Linked DNA regions of Mus musculus: region 1 is linked to region 2. Evidence: chromatin contacts called from public HiChIP or PLAC-seq data. All regions are on one chromosome and are shown on one strand. The core of a region is the stretch at or near the end of the contact, and the rest is flanking DNA. Distances in the headings are between cores, read along the strand shown. Region 1 holds the start of Tmem44 (transmembrane protein 44). Region 2 overlaps Tmem44 (transmembrane protein 44).

Region 1 (4,443 bases), core at 518-3,017, 40 kb after region 2:
AGGTTGTTACCCAACACCTTAAACATCTCTGTGTCTGCCAGCCCCAAGCCTGAAGCTCAGGGTGTCACCCGTCAGCTATAAATCTAAGCTCTGGGTATTAAAACCAATGCAAGCTCGAGGAGTGAAGACTGGTCGGGTAAGAGATGTGGACCCAAATGAACAACGCTTTACTTCAACCTTTGCATTGGAGAGAGGAGACCCTGCAGCCTGGGGTGATGATGTGAGCCAGCGGCAGGCCTCTAGCTTCACCACTCAGGGCTTTACCCTATGCCCTGTGCTCTCAGGGGCCAGGACTCCCAGACTGACCTTAACCTAGCAACCTGCCCCCCAAGATCCATTCTCTGCAGAAAGACAGGGGGAGAGGGGTTCAGGAGTGATGGGGTACAGAGAGAACAGAGAGGCACATCTAGCCTCAGGCAGGGCAAAAGTCGGCCATTCTAAGCACACTAGTTCACTTCTGTAAGCCATGGTTTCCAGGGGTGAGCATGCCTACCTGTGTTGGCTGCATAGGATGGCTACGGAACAAAGGAGACCATGCATGCAGAGCCCTCTACCTCAGAGAGCTCAATCCCTGATGCCTACCTGAGTCACAGGCAGGATTATTATTCACTCAGGAAGCAGGCTCCTCATCCGATTGATAACAGCACCTGCCTTAGGGACAGGGGCAGGCGAGGAGCAAGAGGACGAAGAAATGTAACTCAGGCCCAGAGTGTCTGTCCTGGACTCCAGTCTCTAGGCAATGGACTGCTGACTCTCTGAACCACTACAGACAGTCTTGAGGGGGTTGTCCACCGAGCGCTAAGGTGAGCCAGTTGCAGGAGTCGGGATAGAGGGATGCTGTACACTCTCCCCCGCCTGGGTATACTTGGGTGGCACCACCCTGGAAACTGTCTCTGGGTTTCTGTGCGTGGGGACAGGGTGGCTGAAGACCTGGAGGCTATGCTCTCACAGAACCCAGGCTACAGGGATTGCCTGGCCAAACCACCGGGAGACAGACAAAAGCAAAAACTGTGGCCAGAGTCAGATAACCACTGCCTCACCTCTTGGCATAAAGAGCTTTGGATAAATTAAAAGTAGAAAACATCGAGGGACTTGCTAGGGTCCCTAAGGGTGGGTGGTAGAGCCAGAGCGGTAATGGTGTTTAATGAGCACGTATTAAGTCCTTTGCCTGCTATGCCTTATTTAATCCTCACATTCATTTTATGAGGCATATCCTCATTCACAGGAGACCCAAAGGCTTACACTTGCTCCCCTCACACCGCCAACAACCAGGAAAAGGCTGACAATAGAAGCTGTTCCAAGCCCGCATCCACTGCACCACCCAGCCTCCTGCTGCCGGCTCGCAGCCCAGCTTCCCCGGTGCGCGGAGTCCAGAAAGGACTCCACTTCAGTCCACATAGCAATGTCAGATCCGAACTCGGACTTGAGCTACCTGCAGGACGCCCCCTGTACGCCCCTTCCCCCTAGGCTTCCTAGAGGAGCCGAGGCGAGTGACGCCCAGTCGCCCCCGCGGGTGGCCCGCCACCCCTCGCGCGGGTCCCGTCCCCATTACAGCGTGTGGGCAGCGATCCAGCAGCAGGCGGCGCAGATCCACAGGCCGAAGGAGATGCAGACGCGGCGGCGGGCGAAGCAGCGCTCCAGGTAGTCCCAGTTCAAGAGCGGGGGCGCGGCGCTAGCCCCCTCCTCCATGGCACGGCCGAGCCTCCGCCGACCCCGGGGAAAGTTCCCGGACCGCGCGGCTCCCCAGCCTCGCCTATTGTGGGGCTCTGCGGGGTGCAGGCTGCCCCCTAGCGGTAGAGCCGCGCGCGGCCGCTGCACAAAGGAGGGCCCCGCCAGCACCCAGTCCCTTTGCGGGTTCGCCCGGTTCCAAAGCCAGACAATACTCTGGCGCGGACCAGCGCTAGTGGGGGGATGGAGGGAACCCCGAGGAGCGTTGTCCCTGGTTGAAAAGATGCAGCACAAAAGTGTGGGGTGGGGGACGGATGGGGTACACATCGCCTCTGCTTCCTCCTTCCCCTCTGCTGAAGCTGTCAAGGGCACGCCTTGCGCCACCCCGGCCAGAAAGGGGTTAAACTTGAAATGTGCCGCTCCCATCCAACCACGGTGCCGCACAATTCAGGTACATGGATGGTTTTTCGCTAAAGGAAACCATTAGAATATTTTCAAATTGTCTTCGATTTCAGTAAGTTTGCTTAGAGCACAGCTTGACGGTGGCTTCACTGTTTATTTACTTTTGAGGCAGGGTTTTGCCACGTGGTCCAGGCTAACCTGGAGTTCACTGTGTAGCCCTGGTGGGCCGCCAACTCAAAGACTCTTCCCGCTTCAGCCTCCCAGGTACTGGGACTGTGCAACAGCCATCCACCTTGATGTCTACTGCAAAGAAAACGCTGTGGTCTAAATGATCACACGCACTCCAATTCCATATATTTAAACTTAGCCACAAAGCCAGGAGTGGTGGTGCACACTTTTAATCCTGGCACTGGGAGGCAGAGGCAAGAGGATCTCTAGGTTCAAGGCCAGCCTGGTCTACAGAGTGAGTTCTAGGACGGCCAAGGCTACACAGAGAAACCCTGGCTACTCGGGGGTGGAGTGGGGTGGGGTGGGGTGGGGAGGGGTAGGGTGGGTGTGTAAGGGAGAAACATAACCACCAACTTGGTAGTATCACGAGGGGCGAAAGTGTTTGCTGCCAAGCCTGAAGACCTGGGTTCAATCTAATCTTCCATCTAATGGAAGAGAGGAAATAACTGACCACACATATTGTCTGAACTCCACACTTGAATGCACACATACAAACACACACAGGCATGCACACACACAGACACACATAGGCACATATGTGCAGCTGTCAGTGCATGACGGTGTAGCCATATCTACTACATCCCCTCTGCCGTCACGGACTGGAATTCACCCTCTGCTCCCTGGAGCTGGGACTTGGAGCAGAGAACTGAACCTATCTTTAAAATGTTCCTACTTGCCTGGCAGTGGTGGCACATGCCTTTAATCCCAGCACTTGGGAGGCAGAGGCAGGCGGATTTCTGAGTTCGAGGCCAGCCTGGTCTACAGAGTGAGTTCCAGGACAGCCAGAGCTACACAGAGAAACCTGTCTTGAAAAACAAAAACAAAAACAAAAAAGTTCCTACTTAAAATCCAGACAATGGCACCTCCCTTTGTCCTCCTGTGACACTAGAAACCCTGAAGTTCAAGCAGTGACACAAACCACCAATGGAAGTTAATCTTATTGTCATCCTAAGGAAGTCGGGCTCTAAGACAGGGAAGAAAACTCAGCTGATGTGATGGGAGGAAGACCATGGCTCAGCTTCTTGTTCCCTCCCTCCCTCCCTCCCTCCCTCCCTCCCTCCCTCCCTCCCTGCCTCCCTCCCTCCTTCCCTCCCTCTTGGGCTGTCTCTCTTTCTCCTATGTGCTCATCTCTCTCTCCCTCCCTCCCCTGCCCCCTCTGTGGGTGTGTCACTATGTGACCCAGGCAAACCTGGAACTCCCTATATAAGTCAAGCTAGCCTTGAGCTCAGAGTTCTGCCTGTCTCTGCCTCCAATGCTAAGATTAAAGATGTGTGCCACGTTTGCCAGGCAGCGATGGCACATTCCTTTAATCCCAGCACTCTGGACGCAGGGGCAGGTGGATCTTTGAGTTCCAGGTCAGCCTGGTCTACATTGCAAGTTTTAGGACAGTCAGGGCTACACAAAGAACCCTGTCTCAAAAAACAAAACAAGAAAGCCCCAAACATACAAACACTCAAAAGATGTCCTCCACCACACCCCAGCTTACTTTTAGCTTGCTTTTTTGAGGCAAGGTGTTACTATGTAGCCCAGGCTGGGCTGGCTCTTGCATGTGGTAGGACTCTGAGTGGGTTTGTAACTGCTGCTGATCTAGCTCTTTGTTGCACAGGCTTTCCGTTTCTTCCTGATTCAATCTTAGCAGGTTGCATTGTCTAGCTTGTCTTATCCATCTCTATTCTTTAGACTCACGTGCTCAGCTGGCTACTTGCTGCTTCCGCTTGTGTCTAACTGAACTGGTCAAAAGCCAAACTCCAGTTTTCCCTCCCTAAATTCCAGCATTTGGTGTCAGTCGAGGGTAAAAACTGTCACCTGCAGCCAGGAGACTGTCAGACTCCAGAGCCACAGACAGCCGGAGGAGAGCACCTCTGAATGCTTGGACCAACAGTAGTATTCTACCATCGTCCCCTGCCTGGAAGCTCCCCCAGTTTCCTTTTCCAGGCCACTGAGAGCCCAGCAGCTTAGCCCCTGCCTTTTGGCCGTGGTCCAGACTCTGCTGAAAAGAAAACCTAGCAAGAGCCCTGAAGTGCTTGTCCTCCTGGGCAGTGGGCCACCAGGCTTCTCCCAGGCATTTCCTGCTGGCAGTGGTGGTGCGGCCTCAGGCATTGTCCTGCTAAGAAGGAAGGGCTGAGCCCGGGGCCTCCTGCCTGA
Region 2 (4,753 bases), core at 1,816-4,315:
GTGGCCGTATTTATGCTGGGACCTCTGCCAGAATAGCCAGTGTTCTCAAACACAGAGCCATCTGTCCAGCTCTGGTTTTTGTGTTTTAAGCCATGTGAGAATGAGGAATTCAACTAGTAAAATTAAACCTAGAGATTCATGTCAGGACAAAAGATAATCCACTCAGGTACAAGCCCAAATGATTTCAAGGTAATTTAAATGTGCTCTTCAGTTGCAGTTTTCTTTCTTTCATGTTTAGGTGCACTCTCACTATATAACTCTAGCTGGCCTAGAACTCACCATGCATGCCAGACTGGCCTTATATTCACAGACCCACCGGCCTTTGCCCCCTGAGAATCAGAACTAAAGGTGTACACCAACACACCTGGCATGCTTTATGGGTTTTTTTTTAAAGTTTAATGCAAAATATCATGTCTTCATTGAAGTACAATTGTTAATCTTCCCTATTAGGTAATTTTGCATCCTACCCCAAAGTGCTAAGGATTGAGCCAGGGGTTCATTCCGAGTAGCTTAAGAGGGATTATCTGGTGAAGTATGACTATTCCTATAGTCCCCAAACTCGGGTGACTGAGACAGAAGAACTGACTTCCAAGCTAGCCTGACTGATATAGAAAGCCACAGGCCCAGCTATTCAGCAAGATCCTGTGGCACAAACAAACAAGTGAAAAATGTCCTGAGAATACAGTGTCTCTCAGGGTCCCTAGGTTGCCTGTAAGACAATCATTTGAGAAGCTAGAATCACACAGCCCTGTCCAGACCTAGGAAATCATCAGGGACGATGTTCAGAGCTGTAACTGAGTATCGGAACTTCAGGGAATACACATTCACTAAGAAGTGCAAGCCAGCCGGGCGTGGTGGTGCACACCTTTAATCCCAGCACTCGGGAGGCAGAGGCAGGAGGATTTCTGAGCTCGAGGACAGCCTGGTCTACAAAGTGAGTACCAGGACAGCCAGGGCTATATAGAGAAACCCTGTCTCGAAAAATCAAAAAAAAAAAAAAAAAGAAGAAGAAGAAGAAGAAGAAGAAGAAGAAGAAGAAGAAGAAGAAGAAGAAGAAGAAGAAGAAGAAGGAGAAGAAGAAGAAGAAGAAGGAGAAGAAGGAGAAGAAGAAGAAGTGGTGCAAGCTAGTCAGAGCCTCCAGAACCTGAGAACTGGCTCTTGTCATATGCAGCCAGGCATCCTGGGACATCAGGGTGGTGACAAGTGTCTGTGAGCTTCTGTTTTGGTTGTGGCCTTAGAGGATCCCCTGGCTTGCACGGAAAGGCTCCATGTACTGGACACTTGCAGGATGAGAAGGATGGAGGAAAACCATCCAGTTCGGGACAGAGCAGCAGAGATTGCCAGGCTGGGCCAAAAGCTGATGATGGTCAGAGGGTGCTCAGGTCTTATGTGACCTAGGAACTCAGAAGCTGGGGTCTAGTTGGGAATAACCAGGGTCCTGGTACGAAGCCTCCACAGCGATTCCGAATGCGTAGCCGGTTGTTTCTACTTGTCTGTTTTCCAACGTCCCTGTCTAACGACTGTGACTCCCAACCTGCGCTTAATGGAAGCTAGAGGCAATCTGTACAGCCTTGACAGTTGTGGCTGGAAAGCAGGTTGACGCTGGGCTTGAAGCTAAGCCGTGCTGTGCTAGCCTGTAAGGTGCATGAGTGGAGATGATGCTGTGCTCTGGGTCACACCACAGTGTGGCTTCCAGGCTGAGCCTTGCCATGCCATGTGTAGCTCCACTTGCCCAAACATCGTTGGGCTCCATTCGGAGGGGTGACTCTGTGCCTTGCTGTTCACGAGAACACCAGCATGCGCCCGGCAACACCCACAAGGCACAGACTTAAGAACTTAGTCCTAAAAGTCAAAACCCATCACTTCTGCAACGTTAAAGTAAGTTAGGAGTGTAGGAATCACACTTGGGTGTAATGACGTCCTTATCTGGAAAACCAGGCCCAGTAACTGTGAAACACACTAGACCAACCGAGTACGCACCACCCTCACCCAGATTACATAAAAGGACACCCCACGGGCAATGCCAATCACCTCTCTACCAGGGCTGCCACAGGATTCCTGCGTAGTCCTGGCTGTCCAGGAACTAACTCTTCCTCCGGAGTTCAAGGTATGCACCACCACTGTTCAGCTGCCACCCAAGTGTTTACTGTTCCCAGAGTCCTCGCTCAGCTCAGTCTCCACTGCTAGAATTTCCATTGTCAGTCTATCTGCTCATCTGTCCAGATCAGGGCCTTCACCTTGACTCCATAGTTCTGAGCTGAGCCTCTGCAGTGAGGCTGTACCCTGTGACCCTACAGCTTGACTCTCTGTCTCTAGCCTAACGTCCAGACTATATATCTTATATATTTATATATCTTAGCATCTATATATCACCTGCCATAACTGCATTTGTAAAGCTATCTGTCTCTGCCCCCAGTAAAACCTCTGACTCTGCCCCCTTCCTTTCACAGGTTGTAGCTGTTGTGTAACCCAGACAGACAATATTCATACAATTACAAGGTGGTATGGGTGTGTGGTCTGAGAGTTAGTATTAGCAATTAAGATCCAGATAAAAGAACTTGTGTTTGCCGATTGTCTCTTACCAAGGGAAATCTAGACTTCCAAGTAGCTTTTGAATTTACTGTTAATACATTTTGACATTGTGCAAAGGCACGAGCAATCTGTCGCTGGAGGCAAAACAAAGGAAGCTGAAAGTGAAGCAGTTGCGGATGTGTGGGCAGAGCGCCGTTGTTTTCCTTATAAACTTTGGCACGATCTGATTTTCTTTAGTTAAATCGTGCACCTGCATTTTTGTCTTGTAAAAAAGTTGAATGCACTTAGGTAGAATGGTTTGCAGTGCAGCTTTGGGCTATTGGTCAGTCGCAAACACACAGAATATTGCTTATACTATATCTAAGTCACAAATATACACAATAGCCTTATAACGATCTTTTAACACCTCCCTCCCCCGACCCCCACTGGGGAGACACTTAAGTCAGAGGTGCCCAGGCAGAGGAGGCCAGGAGCTAGGGTCCAACGGGCAGAGCCTGCGCTGCTCTCAGGGGGTGGCTGCATGTTGCGCATGCGCCGGCCGCTTCCCCTCCCCCGCATCCCGGAAGTGCCCCAAATGGAGTTGTTATCCTGACTCAGGCCAGCTTTGTGTGGCTCGGCTGCTGGAGAACGCTACTTGCTATCCCCCAGGGCCGTCGAGGGTGAGCTTCGGAGTCAGAAGAGGGGGCAACGACTCGGAGGGAGAGACCGGCCTCTTAGCCATACCCTGCGGAGTACGAAGAAATGCCCCGGCCTCCGCCATCAACGGCGGCCGCTGCCCGCAGTGTTCCCGTGCGACTGGAATAGGATCCTAGGAGTTTAATGACCTGCCCTGCTCAGAAACCGTAGTCCCAAATGTTTGGAGCCGTATTTGGCTGTCAGATTTAAGGCAAAAAGAAAGCAGATTAGGCAGACATTCTTCGGTTCTGGCGATAGAAATGAGAGCATGACGTGTTTCAGCCACGCGCTTTGCCTCTGAGCATCCATTCCACTTGATTTTTTTCTTTAAAAAAAAAAAAATTGCACCGTTGAGACCGAGTTTTGCAAAAATGACCGATGCTATTCTGTAGCCCGAGGATCTTGCCAGCCAGCCTCCTGTCTCGGTCTGGAATAACTGGGATCACAGGCCGGTGCCATCAGACCACCAGCCTTCCTTATTAGGCGTTCTCTGGATCGGTTGAGCTAGCACCAGTCTTGAACTTGTCAGAGACCATCTCTCACTAATTAAAGGAAGAGCTTTGAACACTTCAGCACATCCGGGTTTGTTGTAAGCAGAACCCCCTCTGCCCATGGATGGCCTTTTAATTCTGGGCTTGTTGTAAGCAGAAAAAGATGAGAGGGTGGAAGAGAGTTAAGTGTCTGCCCAGGCAAAAGTGAAGGAGTGGAAAAAGAACACGCAGGGAACTTGGGAAGTGTCCTGAAGGTTCTGCTCCTTTTTTGATGCTAGAAATGGAACCCGGGGTCTTGTGCGTGTTAAGTATTGCTGATCCACTCAGCTATATTTTACCCCTAGAGTATTTATCTCAAACAGGTAATAAAATGTAAGCAGATTGTGTGTGGGTGGGTGGGGGGTGGAGGAGTGGTAAAGCTGCTTGCTGCCCAGACCCCACATGGTAGAAAAAGAGAACTGATACCTGCCAAGTGTCACTTGGACCACCATACACGCTCTGAAAGTGCAGGCGCAACATACACAAGTTGTTAAAAACAACAAAAATAAACCAGGCATTGGTGGCGAACGCCTTTAATCCAAGGACGCTTGGGAGGCAGAGGCAGGCGGACCTCAGTACTCGAGGCCATATAGAACAAGTTCCAGGACAGTCAGGGCTACACAGAGAAACCCAGGCTCAGGAGAACCAACCAACCAATTAATTAAAAAATAATAATAAGTAAATAAATTGAAACAGATTTTCAAGGTGTATATGAAATTTACCTTCATGTAGCGTGTCTTTCTGGATGTGTGTAGAGATGTTAGTCTTACGTGTGAACTGCTGACTGGCATAGTTATGAGAGAAAAAAGGAAGTCTATTTTCACGATGGGGATGGAACCCAAGGGCTCCTGCATGTTAGGGAAGTGCTCTACCATCGACCTGTAGTTATATCCCCAGCTCAGTGGTGGTTGTTTTTTGTTTTGTTTGAGACAGGGTCTCACTATGTTGCCCTGGCTGTCCTGGAACTCACCTGGAACTCTGTACACCAGGCTGGCCTTGAACTCAGAGATCCTTCT

The links. HiChIP or PLAC-seq counts read pairs in DNA pulled down with a chosen protein or histone mark.
Region 1: a contact with region 2 is called in an HNF4G HiChIP or PLAC-seq map of pancreatic cancer cells. The contact joins the promoter of Tmem44 here to the enhancer-like site in region 2. A contact is called at or near these places in 1 of 39 promoter capture datasets (HPC-7-derived erythroid cells), 2 of 15 datasets of contacts at CTCF or cohesin (the NIH/3T3 cell line and embryonic stem cells), 1 of 484 Hi-C or Micro-C datasets (cerebral cortex), 9 of 115 datasets of contacts at active chromatin or transcription factors (the SCID.adh cell line, effector CD8 T cells, embryonic fibroblasts and 4 more) and 3 of 9 other capture datasets (adipose tissue, liver and pancreatic islet).

The regions. Positions count from the first base shown.
Region 1 is chr16:30,548,811-30,553,253 of GRCm38.p6, forward strand. Tmem44 (transmembrane protein 44) reads right to left here and starts at 1,768. Exons shown (of 11, transcript NM_001384248.1): 1 at 1,553-1,768. The coding sequence starts at 1,689.
Region 2 is chr16:30,507,601-30,512,353 of GRCm38.p6, forward strand. Tmem44 (transmembrane protein 44) reads right to left here. Exons shown (of 11, transcript NM_001384248.1): 11 at 4,255-4,753. Among named protein-coding and RNA genes, the nearest start is that of Gm52252, 10 kb to the right of the region's middle. Within about 2 kb of position 3,066, at least 403 of the 459 cell types and tissues checked have an H3K27ac peak or open chromatin away from gene starts, as enhancers often do. A contact at or near this core is called in the NIH/3T3 cell line, the SCID.adh cell line, adipose tissue and 9 more, where this site is marked.